2 separate regions of the Zea mays genome follow, and region 1 is linked to region 2. The links are chromatin contacts, called in public Hi-C maps. All regions are on one chromosome and are shown on one strand. Each heading gives the region's core, a stretch centred on a gene start, on an enhancer-like site or on the middle of the called end of the contact. The rest is flanking DNA. Distances are from core to core; before and after follow the strand shown. Region 1 holds the start of LOC100282964 (serine carboxypeptidase 1). Region 2 holds the start of LOC100283100.

The links. Hi-C and Micro-C count contacts between places; a contact is called where the count stands out from the background.
Region 1: a Hi-C map of leaf shows a contact between it and region 2, with 7 times the contacts expected there. The contact joins the promoter of LOC100282964 here to the promoter of LOC100283100 in region 2. A contact is called at or near these places in 3 of 25 Hi-C or Micro-C datasets (ear, leaf and tassel).

The regions. Positions count from the first base shown.
Region 1 is chr3:137,807,998-137,814,157 of Zm-B73-REFERENCE-NAM-5.0, reverse strand. LOC100282964 (serine carboxypeptidase 1) reads left to right here and starts at 1,626. Exons shown (of 13, transcript NM_001155869.2): 1 at 1,626-2,315; 2 at 3,615-3,694; 3 at 3,804-3,926; 4 at 4,087-4,189; 5 at 4,279-4,316; 6 at 4,403-4,504; 7 at 4,612-4,692; 8 at 4,818-5,096; 9 at 5,180-5,245; 10 at 5,333-5,454; 11 at 5,557-5,670; 12 at 5,916-5,961; 13 at 6,117-6,160. The coding sequence starts at 2,000.
Region 2 is chr3:137,534,764-137,541,617 of Zm-B73-REFERENCE-NAM-5.0, reverse strand. It overlaps LOC100283100, which reads left to right and starts at 3,107. Exons shown (of 5, transcript NM_001156002.2): 1 at 3,107-3,361; 2 at 3,447-3,479; 3 at 5,817-6,045. The coding sequence starts at 3,250.

The DNA.
Region 1 (6,160 bases), core at 377-2,876, 270 kb before region 2:
CGTTGCTTTGCCTGTTTCCTGTATATTTCAACAAAAAATTATAATTATTACTCATTAACTTGAAATGGATTTTAAAATTTATATAATAGATACATAAAGAAAATGATTCTTACAAATTAGCAATGTCCTTTGCTGTAATTGGTACGTTTTCTGGACCACCATGCATCTCAGACACGAAGTCCATGATACAGTGTTGCGGGATTCTGCTTTGCTGCATTGAACTGAGAAACTCCATGTACTCAGGATCATGAGTTTTGTTGCATTGTAGGTGTTTCTTTACAGTATCCTTCTTAATGAATTCATGATTATGTTCTAAGTGCACCAGATCGATTCTTACGGCTACAATATTTTCTTTTGAGTCATCATAGATTTTTTTAGTTTCAAACCAGCCTTGCATTGTGTTCTCCTCGATGATGTATTACGGATTCTAGGATTACTAGCTAACTTTCTGTATTTCTACCCTCCATTGAACAATTTAACCACTTACAGTTCTTTCTCTCCCTATACTTTTTAAGTGGAAAACCAACCTCATATGCGTAACGACTGTAAAAATTGTATGCCTCATCGACATTTCCAAATGTCATACCGATCCTAGGCACCATGGTTGGATCAATACTTTCAGGCTGTGAATTAACATAATCATAAATACAATTAATTTTATATTAGTTACAGTCTTAATTTTATAAATTGTATAATTGACATAACCAAAGATAAATAACTTACATGACTTCGGAGGATATTAGGTGTATCTTGTTCATGATCACTAATGGTCCTCATAGGCACCATTTGATTTGCTGCTACCATTGTTTCAATTATTGTTGTATTGCCATCATTGACCCCTGGCGCTCGTAATTCTGCAGGTGGTGTTACTATATTTATCCGTGGACTCGCACCACAGTTTGGAGATATAATTCTTGATGTGGGCGCTGCTGGTAGACCACTGCATGTGTCTGCAAGCCGGCCATCATATTTGTCTAATTATTTTATGAACTGAAGTAATAATTCAATTGCAAATTTACCTGGTGCAGCTATGTGCAATGACGCAGAATTATCATCGCCTGCTTCTTCTTCTCTGCCGTCAGCCATTGTAAACAATGCAATACAATCAGCCGCCACGTTCCTTTTTATATGCCCTGAGCTAACCAATCCCGTGTACAATGTTTACGCTATTTTGTTCGGTCAATTACGATCTATAAAGTTTGTTCCTGCATGCCAGGAGATATTGTCGGACTGGTGATAACAACTCGAGAGAATTTATCGCGGTTTGTTGAAACAGATTTATATTTACTGAAGTATATCTAACCAGTTACGCCATTGTATGTACATATTTATGCCTCGCGTTTCTGCTTACGTGCATGCTAGGCGATATTTTCGGGAGGCTTCAGTTATCGTTCGAGATTTTATCGCGTATACCATTTTACGCTAAAATACACACGGGTTTACGATCTGTTGGCTTATGATTTACGTTGTGGTTCGATCAGACCATAAACCGCCGAACAAACCTGCGGTCTGACCGATTGCGTCTAATTGGCTGGGGCTTCCCGATACTAATGGAAGCCCTGGGCTTCCATTAGTTCGTCCATATATATAGAGAGAGAGAGAAAGAGATTAATTAACTAAGTTCTGTTTTCGCTAAGTCCGTCAACTAGTCAACATATCCATGCGTTGTTCGGCGGCCGACTCCACTGGGCACTGGGTAGGCTGTGGCGCTGTGCGACGGTGAGAATTCCAACAGGACTGCCGCGCGCGCGCGCACCGGCTTTATCGTCGACGTCACCATCCAATCCCCTCACTAATAGTAACGGCGCATGCAGGCGGGCGGCAGCTCACCGTGTGTGTATTTAAACGCCTCCGGCCGTATCAATCATCCCGACTGGTCACTGTGCCATTGCCGCCGTCCGTCCTAGGCTCCTAGCTAGCTAGCTAGCAAGCTCCGCCGACGACGGTACGTCAATCGAGCTAGCCCTGCCCATCCACTACACTACCGCAGCGGCAAGCAATGGCGTGCGGCTCTGCTACCGCCGCTCGACCAGCAGCCCGCCTCTGGCTGCTGGCGGCGGTGGTGGTGGCGACCTCCTTCCTCGCCGTCGCGGCGCCGCCGGGCGCGCTGGTGACGAGCGTCCCGGGGTTCGGCAACAAGCAGCAGCTGCCGTCGAAGCACTACGCCGGGTACGTGACGGTGGACGAGCGGCACGGCAGGCGGCTGTTCTACTACCTGGTGGAGTCGGAGCGCGACCCGGCCCGGGACCCCGTCGTGCTCTGGCTCAACGGCGGGCCCGGCTGCTCCAGCTTCGACGGCTTCGTCTACGAGCACGGTACGGTGCGTGCGTATTACGGCGTCCGTACGTCGCGTCGAAGTCGACGTCGACGTCGACGACCCCTAGCTAGCTCCCTACCTTTCTTTTCTCATCTTGGTCGTCGTGTGTGCGTGTCGTCAGGTCACCATCGGGTTCCCTTTTTCTTATCTTTTGCCCGGAATAACCCCCGTCGTTGCTTGTTTGTGGACGGACGGAAACGGAATGGATGACCGAGCTCTAGCTAGCTTAGAGAGGAACGGAAGAATATATCTATAGCGGTGTGGGTGGGGCCGGCCGATCATCGAGAGCTGGTCTGGTTGCTGCGCTGTTGCTTTCTACCACTACGCACCGGCGGCCGGACGCCGGACGTAGAACAATTGAGGATTTTGGGGGATACGCGGGGCCCACCCCAAATTCTAGCTAGTGCGGGAGGTTGTTATAGTGCACAGTGACGCACTAGGGGTTGCTATATATATACACATGTAGTATGATATGGTTACTCTCTACTAATAAGGATGGTCGAGTTAAGGACCAAACTAGCTATATACATATAGTACTCTACTCCGTTTTTAGCATGACACGACGAGCTACTAGTTAGCGTGGGGTTATATGTATATGGACATAGATATTCAATTCTAGACGCCAGAACAAGTAGTGACGAACAAAGATGCCCATGGGGGAAAAAGGCATATTGCAATAGCTACGGGTGAGCCTAAAATATGCTCACTAATTAATCACTTTGCAAACAGCTTCTTCTTTGGGCTTCAATGAACTCCAACGCTATTCAAATGGAATTAATGGTCGATGGAAAGTTACATAATATCTGATATTTTTTCTCTGTCAATAAAGTGAACCCTTGGTCGAGTAGAGATTGTTGGCGGCCACACTCGTTGCCCATCTGGCCGGTGCTCTACGTTGCACGATGATTCTCCTGATCGGATCAACTCCTGATTATTGTCTGGCGGCTTCAACTTTTGTCGTCCCAGCAGCAGACTGATACGCATTGGTGGTTCTCCGCTGCTGCACATACATGCTCCCAATTACGTTAACTGGCCAGACGAATAATAATGCCTGATTATCCTCACACCATCTCAGATTGTCCTCTCTGTTTCTGTTGTCTTTGCTTTTTTTTTTAGCACACATGGATGCTAAAAAAAATATCTCGTCTTTATACCTTTTTTTCTCGAAATGTTAATATCTACGGACTATATTGAGAAAAGCAATGGAGCAGGTGTGAAGTAAACAAGTCAGTCTAGAGATGCCTAATACACTACTACTCTCCATGCATGCCGATGATGATTCTGTTTTTGGATTCAGGGCCATTCAGCTTTGAGTCATCAGGAGGGTCAGCTGGGAGCCTGCCAAAGCTTCATCTCAACCCTTATAGCTGGTCTAAGGTTGGACACACTACTGCACTGCACTGCACCTCTCGTCTCTGTCCGCGAGAGACTAATTAACTATAGCCAGGCAGCTAGTGATGTGCTTTTTGCATTGTTTTTGTCGCAGGTGTCGAGTGTGATATACTTGGACTCCCCTGCCGGCGTCGGGCTTTCCTACTCAAACAACGTTTCGGACTACGAGACTGGCGACTTCAAGACCGCCGCCGATTCGCACACTTTCCTGCTCAAGGTAATATAATTAAACATATACACGTTCTCTCGTGTTGTTGGTTGGTGGTGAATTTATCAGTTACTGTGTTGTGCAATCTTTCTTTCTTTCTTTCTTTTTAATAACAGAAGGCTGCCGCTGATCGGTTTCCTTTCCGTGTTAATTTTTGAACCCCCTGCAGTGGTTCCAGCTCTACCCTGAGTTCTTGGCAAATCCGTTCTACATAGCCGGAGAGTCGTACGCTGGCGTTTATGTCCCTACCCTTTCAAGCGAAGTCGTCAAAGGTGCGTGCTAGCTTTGGGATCCTTGATTCACCTGCAAACTGTTTTGACGCTCTAGCTTGTTCCTGACGAGCTAACTGTTAGTTCTACAGGAATCCACAAAGGAGTGAAGCCAGTTATAAACTTTAAGGTTAGTTTTCGTTATACATGCATAACACAATGGTTGAACTTGTGTTCTCTGTACGTACTCCCATATATATCATGTTAATTAATTAGGGCTACATGGTCGGCAATGGTGTGTGCGACACCGTCTTTGATGGTAATGCTCTTGTGCCGTTTGCGCACGGGATGGCTCTCATTTCAGAGAGTATATACAAGGTATATATACGATGATTTCAGATCAGATAGTGATCCTCACTCTGATATTCGCATGTTATTGTTTCTTGCGATTATTTACCACGATTTGTCTCTATGCGAAAATGTAGGAAGCCAGCACTGCATGTCAAGGGAATTACTGGAACTCTAGCAGTGCAAAATGCGACGAGGCGCTGTCAAAAGTCGAGACGGTAGGTAAACCAGCTGTGTAACACTATATAGCCAGTACCCAGCTAGTAAAAAATAAATAAAAAAACAGTAGTATTTCTCTATATATGTTAATTAATGTACTATATATGTTTTCGTGTGTACGTAGGAAATCGACGGATTAAATATCTACGACATCCTTGAGCCATGTTACCACGCCCCAGCTGATACCAAACAAGCAGCAGTGACCCCACAGGCACAGAGTACTAGCGAGCTGCCTCAGAGTTTCAAAGACCTCGGCGTGACCAGCAACAAGCCTCTCCCTGTAAGGACAAGAATGCACGGACGGGCGTGGCCTTTGAGAGCTCCGGTAAGAGACGGCCGCGTTCCGTCGTGGCAGGAGCTGGCGGCTGATGTAGCTTCGACTTCCAGTGGAGTTCCGTGTATGGTGAGCACGCATGATTATTCATCTCATTTTCCAATTTCCTTAATTGTGTAGTGCCCTTGTTGTTTCTGATTGGTTTTTTCAAGAGCGATGAGGTTGCGACAGCGTGGCTAAACAACAATAGCGTCAGATCCGCTATCCATGCCGAACCAGTATGATTACCATGCCACCAAGCACTAATTGATCGATTCTATATATTTCCACCTTCTAATTAACGATTATGTGCATATATATATTAGGTCAGTTCAATCGGACCCTGGGAATTATGCACGGATAAACTGGATTTTGATCATGATGCCGGCAGCATGATCATCTATCACAAGAACCTCACGAGTCAGGGCTACCGTGCTTTCATCTACAGGTACTTCCAATATATATACCTAGCTACAGAATCGCAATAATATGGGAATCATGATGTCGGCAGCTAGCATGATCATTGTTTTTTTTGCATGATTTGCTTCAGCGGCGACCATGACATGTGTGTACCTTACACCGGGACTGAAGCATGGACTGCGTCTTTAGGCTACGCCGTCGTTGATCCGTGGCGACAGTGGATTGTCGACGAACAAGTTGCCGGGTATGTATCTGGATTCTGAACACAAGCATATATGCATTGACCCTTTATTTCCTCCTAAGATCTTTGAACCGTTTAGTCGATCCTAGATCGATGTTGAGTAATTGCTAGCTCTTGGACGATATGAATTCACTACTATAATCAACAAAAACTTTGGCATTATTTATATATTTCACGAAATATTCAGCTCGATGATTTGTTATCATGTTCCATTTGTTCCAGTCAAATGTTTGTATTTTTGCTCCCAGGTACACCCAAGGATATGAAAAGGGCCTTACTTTTGCCACTATTAAGGTGTGCCACAGTTTCAGATTAAATTTTTGTCAATTAATCCATGGACTCACAAATTAAACATGATACTAATAACCCCACCAGATAATTAAAAAAAAATAAAATAAAAAACAAGTTGTCTTTTCTTTAACTATCCTTAATTTTTGTTCCTCTGGCAGGGTGCTGGGCACACAGTTCCTGAGTACAAACCACAGGAAGCACT
Region 2 (6,854 bases), core at 1,858-4,357:
TCTTCAAAGCCAGAAGAGTAGGTAATCAGTGAGTAACTAATATATATGCTCTCGGGAGTATTATGTGCATATAACTAGTAGTTTTGACCAATCATAATTCACAACTAATGACAAGAGCAAGTCACGGAAGAACCCAAGTAGCAACTTGTGAAAAAGACATTTCTGTTTATTAGCTACCATAAGTTGTTTATTAGCTAGCATGATGTTTCTATTTCTCCATGCGCCCTTTATTTCAAAACAAAACTCTAAACTTGCATTGCATAACGAAACTGACTTTCTACATGCAGTTACATGGCATGTGCTCCTCCTCCTTGTCACATGATTCTAGTGCCAACTAATCATGTGCTTGTATAGATGGACAAACGTTAAATATTCAGATATGAGAAAATACTAGTATTGTCTTGCACATTCAAACTACTCCAGGTAAAGCAAATATATGATGCCATACATAGAGAATTACTCTGCTCAATGCATCTAATTTTTTAAATTACTCTGCTCAGTACATAGAGAATTACTCTACTCAAGGTATGCAAATATATGATTTGTATTGGACAATTGCCTCCTACATCGATACAGTGAGCACACGCCCAGCCTCTCCATCATCGATGGCCATACTCCATTCTACTGAGCTAGATACTGCAGTTTGGACTAGTGCTCAAGTTCTTAGTATCACTTGTTATAAACTAAGCAATACGAGATATTCTTAATATTTGAATCTGTTTTGCATATAAATATGATTTCAGTCATGTCACCTTATTAGGTGCATGCCTTTATGAATCTATGAATGTGTATCCAATTAGTTGCCTATAAATACTAATTGCAAATCAGTGAATGCGTATTGTCAGTTATATAGCATAACTAGGCAGGTAAATGAATAGTGGTTAGTTCATAAATGTATTGTCAATTATATTGTGCTTGGTATAACTTTGCGACTAAACTACATAAACTAATTCTAAGTTTCAGAAAGGTATAGCTGCTAAAGCTGAGCCTAGACAGTAGTTCATTATTGGAATCTCAATACCTTGAATAAGTAAACAAATATCCAGTTCTAACACATTGTTGCTATCGCGATGCGTCTTCTGGCCAAGCAAAAATACTCAGATACTACCAGATTGATCCACTCTCCATCAACATGTGAACGTGATAGTCAAAGCCTCCATGTTCTGTTCGTAATGGCCATCGGCCACCCGGGTCTCTCAGTAGGACATTAGCTACGAGACGGCCAGCACGGCCACCAGGGCCACGACCGTCACAACGACGACGTTCGCCTCGGAGGCCTGCTGCCCGGGCTCATTGACGGCATAGACCAACGACAGAGCCCTAAGAATAAATAGAGTGTTTGGTTTGAGGAATCGCTCCATCCAAATTAAGATGGTGCACCATGGGTTCATTCCTCAGATTTGGTGGGATGACTCCATTCCTCATATTAATACTAAATAACTAACTATGAGGAATGAGATGGTGATAGATTAACTCATTCTATTCCACAAACCAAACAAAAATAATGAGGAGTGAGAAGATGATGTACTAGCTCATTCCTCAAATCAAACACACACTAAAAGAGGTGGAATGCAGGATCCAATAAACAACAAGTGAGATCTTGGGAACTAGCGAGACCTAGCGAGATCTGGAAATAGAATCGGGATGGCAAGTGCGTACTAGTGAGAAGGAGTTAGAGGAGGACAACGTGAGTACCGGCGAAAAGCTATTGTTCTCCACGCCAGTCGTCGTGTCGTACGTATGCGTCGATGTAGCCACCACCGCCACCTCGCGTTGAGCGCTCTCGCTCGTTGGTTCTTTCCACGATAGGGTGACGAGGGATGTTTCCTGACCGGGTTGAGCTCGGTATAGCCAGGGTGGGCCGGGGTTGAGGCCCGGACGGGGTGAAACGAACGCTGTTTCATTGTGGGCTAGGATCTTTTCTAGCCTGTGCTGATCCAGGGGGATTGGGCCCGATCCCGACGGGTTTGGCTTAAACTAACATGGCCTTATAAGGCTCCCTACCCACACACCCAAGCACACTTTTCTTGCAAATCTCAGTTTCCTTTTTCTTGGTGCTTCTAAACTGATGGCCGAGGAAGGATTCAACGACCCTAATTCACGTCCTCGTCCTGAAGGTAAACCCTTCGGCATTAGCTCATATCTGCAGTGATCTTAACAATCGCTTATCGATAATTGCTCAGGCTCGAACATGCTGATGATATCCTCCTTTCATGACCTCGTTCCCTTAGCCTTGGTCCCTGGTCATCGAGATTGTTTTCACCGGACTCAAGTGCGTCCCCTTCATCACCCAAGATTTTGACTTGTCTTAGTGGACGGATCAGTTTAGGGTCTGGCCCAACCCCATGGATGAGTGGCCCAACCCCATGTCTTATCTCTCTCTTTCGTCCTTCTGTTTTGCTTTTACATAAGAGCCGACTTCTCTTACTTCTTGGTATCTCTCTCGTCCACATAAGCAAAAATGTCATGTAAGCAGACTTAGATCCTATTACTATATTTGCTCTGATAGTTGCATTAGTGGCAACATTGTTGCTACAGTCTTCCTCAGAGCAGCTACAATAATTTTTCACAAAACAAGAAGTGGCAACGCCTGCCCCTATGCAACAAAGACAGCCGACCCGATCGTTTCTCATCAGTCATGATGAAGTTTTGTTTAGAACAAATTAGCAAAGCGCTCATACGTTGCTATATTTTTTATTTATACTTAAGTAGAAAGTACAAAACAAAAAGTCTTTATGTGTTCTGTTGACTAGATGAGTGTGAACGAGGTTTTGAAGCTAACAATCTTACTTTAAATAATTTTATATTTTTTCACCTTTTAGATTTGAGCAGCTAGAACCGTGAAAATTAATGCTTTTTATATAGCAGGAGAGATATCACGACTGACAAATCGCAACAGAACAAATATCTATAAATTTGAGCCGAGGAATAAAAACCCAGATTAGCTTTTCATGGGCCGCAGGGTCAATGGTGTGCCAGATAGGCCCGCGCAAACTAACTATTGGACGCATTGGAAGGCCCGCGACTGCGGCTGCGCGGCCTGCGCCTGCGCCTGCGCAGGCGCGCGTGTGAACAAACGTAGGAGGACCTATCTCTTTTCGTTCTCCGAGAGAAGTCTTCTCTGTCACAGCGCCGACGCTTCTCAATTCCTTCCAATCGGCACCTCGCCGTCCTCGTGTGCAATCCCCAGCTCTCCTCGCCCCTCCCTCCCAAACTCCAGCGGCCCCCCTGACCAAGCTCCGGGGACGGATGGACGGAGGAGCCGGCTTTCCGGGCACGCAGCCGGTCTCCCGCTCGCCGGAGGACGTCTTCCGGGACTACCGCGCGCGCCAGGCCGGCCTGATCAGGGCGCTCACCACCGGTAATGCCCCCATCTGCTTCGCTTGCGTCACTCTCTCCCTCCGGCTCAGAGTTCTCTGCTGACTGGTTTCCGGCTGTCGCTGCAGATGTGGAGAAGTTCTACGTGATGTGCGACCCAGGTGAGCCTGCTCCCCTGACCCGGCTGGGATTCCTAGGGTTTCTGTTTTGGTGGTGCGGATTCAGATGTTACTAGACGGAGCGTGTTTGCTTTGCAGTTACGGATAGTTCTCTCCAAAACGCCGATCTGCGGAGCGGCTAAGTCCGCTGATTTTCGGGGTTTCTTTCACTTAATTTATGAAGTTCCTCCGCCCGTTTATTCGCTCTGGTGCGCCCTGAGAGGCTATTTCGCCGCGGGATTCCTGCTCCGATCTTGCTGGTGACAGCGGCTTAGCTTTGCTTGAGGTTTCGCGACGTTCTAGTTACTCCTTATGCTGGTGACAGCCGCTGAGCTTTCCAGTCGGTTTTCGATCTTGCTTTCGGTTCTGGGGCCTCTTGAGAGATGGGCCCCCCTGCTAGGTCTTCCTGCGAAAGAAGAGTTTTGCCGTTTCTGATGTACATCCGCGCTGAAGTTGGTGCTGTTCATCTAGGGGTGGGAAAGCGGAAAGGCAGACGGGGAGGGAATCCTTATCTTCTGAGCTGGTCGACCGCACCGCTGGTCAGTCATCTCCAGAAGTCGTGCGCTGCTATCGATTTCCTGTTGTGCTCCCGGACAACGACCTCTGCCCCAACTGTACGAGGGGTATTCTGGGGATTTTTCGTCAGTGACTCACTGATGTCACGTAGTGGGAGTGCCAGGATAGCATTTCTTTTCGTCAACATTGGTTTAGTTTCTGGACACAGATGTTGGACTGCCTCCGGCAGCGCACTGTAAAAGAGTTATTCTGCTAAATATAGGAAGATTTTTTTTTCTATACCCTCCAGCAGCAGCCTTGTTCTCCAAGGCCCTGTTCCAAACCTCTAAAACCTTATAGCTATTAGTTGTTAGCTGCTCCAACCTAACTAAAACAAGCTAACAACTTCTGACAATAATTTGCTCTAGAGATTTGGAACAGTGCCTAAATATAGAGGACATTCTTCCGTCCTCTCTTTGTATATAGATTCTCTATTCATTTCAATACTCTAAACAAAAGATTAAGCAAAACTAAAATATGTATACGTACATGCAAAAATATAGAGCAAAATATACGTACCATTAAAAGATTACAACTTTAGATATATATTATTGCTATCTCATTTACATGTGGGGTCCATATGAGGCAATGGCATGTGGAGCCAATGGTATATATCTAAAGTTGCAATCTTTTAATGGTATAGATCCAATTATTTCATATATTTAATATAGATATTTATGTAGAGAACGAGATATAGAAGACGCTTCTGAAGAGAAATAAGATATAGATGAGAGAATCTTTTAAAAGAGACTATAAACGATAGATATAGAGACTATAGAGGATGTTTCTAGAGATAGTCTTACTTGGTTTTGACAATAAAAGTATTGTATAAACTGTCACTACACCTTACCCCCTGGATTTAACTCCTTATTTCCTGCTTTGTCAATGGCCACATAAGGGATTTTTCATTTTAGCTGCAGCTTTAGAGTTTTTTTTTCTAAAAAAACTGATGTGGAGCTTTTGATCTTGAGAAGCCAATCGTAGGTTTTCGATAATATTATTAGCTTACTAAATTCAGGAAGCTACATAAAACTCGTAAAGTCAATTTATTTAGCTTCTTATATAAACTCAGCTTTTGGCTAACTGTTTGAGCTTCTGGCTTTTGCCTAAGTCGTGGTGAGAAAAGTTGGCAAAAAAATGCATATACCCTGGTCGCTTATAATTGTGGATATAACCAGAAAGCTTTGTTTAGATATGTAGCTAGAATCTGGTTTATTTTAGGCCCAAGGGAGTATGTTGGTTATTAATGTCACATTTATGATTTTGTTCCCACACATGCATGGGTTCAAAATCTGTACCACAATAATTTCCCAATATCATTAGATGCTTAGCACAGGAAGTTAGGGGACTAGGGGTGTCACTGGAAATGCAAGATGAGTTGCTCAGTACTGATCAAAAGTTGTGGGTGGGAAAGGCAAATAATGTCCATGGGCAATAGTGTTTTTGTTGGTCGTTGATATGGAACTGACTTGTGTAGTGTTACATAGGGACATAGTGCCTCTTTTTCATGCTTTTTTGGTCAATAAGTCTGGCCCTTTATGTTCCCTTTCCTTTTTTTGCATGGAATATTCAATCTATATTTTTGAAGAACACGTAAGAGAGATAGAATGCTTCATTTCATATGGGCAATTGAGTCTCTCCTATTCATCCTGTTTTTATTGTGTTTACAGAGTCTCAGCTCTCTCTCTTGATTCATTTTTGTTTGAAGTGAGCTATTTTAGGTTTAGAGTCTGAAACAACTGCAAATACCTTATTCGAGATATTATTTTCTTTTGTTTTGCACAGAGAAGGAGAACTTATGTTTATATGGACTTCCTAATGAGACATGGGAAATAAACTTGCCTGCTGAAGAGGTCCCTCCTGAACTGCCAGAGCCAGCTCTTGGAATTAATTTTGCTCGTGATGGGATGGATGAAAAAGATTGGCTATCACTTGTTGCAGTGCATAGTGATTCTTGGCTAATGTCTGTTGCATTTTATTTTGGAGCAAGGTTTGGATTCGATAAAGAATCCAGGTATTCCATTTGTTTTATTCTAAGATAAGATTTTTATGTTTGACTGTTATATAAATGTTTCTTGCCAATGGACCTCCCTTAAGTATCTCATAGTTTAGGAACCAGTTATTGTTTGTCACGAGTATTCATTTTCTGTACATGAGAGGTTTCATAGCCTTGCGTTTGTGATTTCTTAGTAGCAGCTCCAGCGCCTGGGTTTGACTCCCTATGGGAGTGAATTTTGGGGTTGGTTAAAGAACCTCCCTCGCTGGCGCCGGCTTATGGTAATGGTGGTTGCCGCCTGCCTAGGTTATGATTTGGTGTTATAGGGCCTGCACTGTCAGGTTCCAGGGGGGGGGGGGTCTTACCGTCTGAGTTTTTTTTTTCATTTTCGAAACCAAAATGCAATCACTATGTTATTCTTATCAAAATCCAAAGTGAGTTTTGATTGAAAATGAGTACAAAGAGATGGGTATAGTGATAAGAGAGAATGAAGAAGATAGACAAGGGCATTTCACAACCCCCTTCCTCCCAAACTGGTATTTTTTATACAATGAAATGACAGGGAAATATGCCTCATTATCGCATTTGGGTGGGAGATTACTAGTTGCACTTCTTTTTCATGTAAAAATTGCACATTCCATCTGTTAATGTTGTTGAGCAGTCAACTTACAACTACAAAATCCTTATTCCAGTTGATGTCAGATAATGGCAGCTGTCAGCTATTATGGGTGTAGTGTTACCGACCACCTCCAGCAGCTTATCCATATGGTCATGTGCAAAACACTGTTTTGCACTGTTTACAGGGTAGAGTTTAAATATGGGGATGC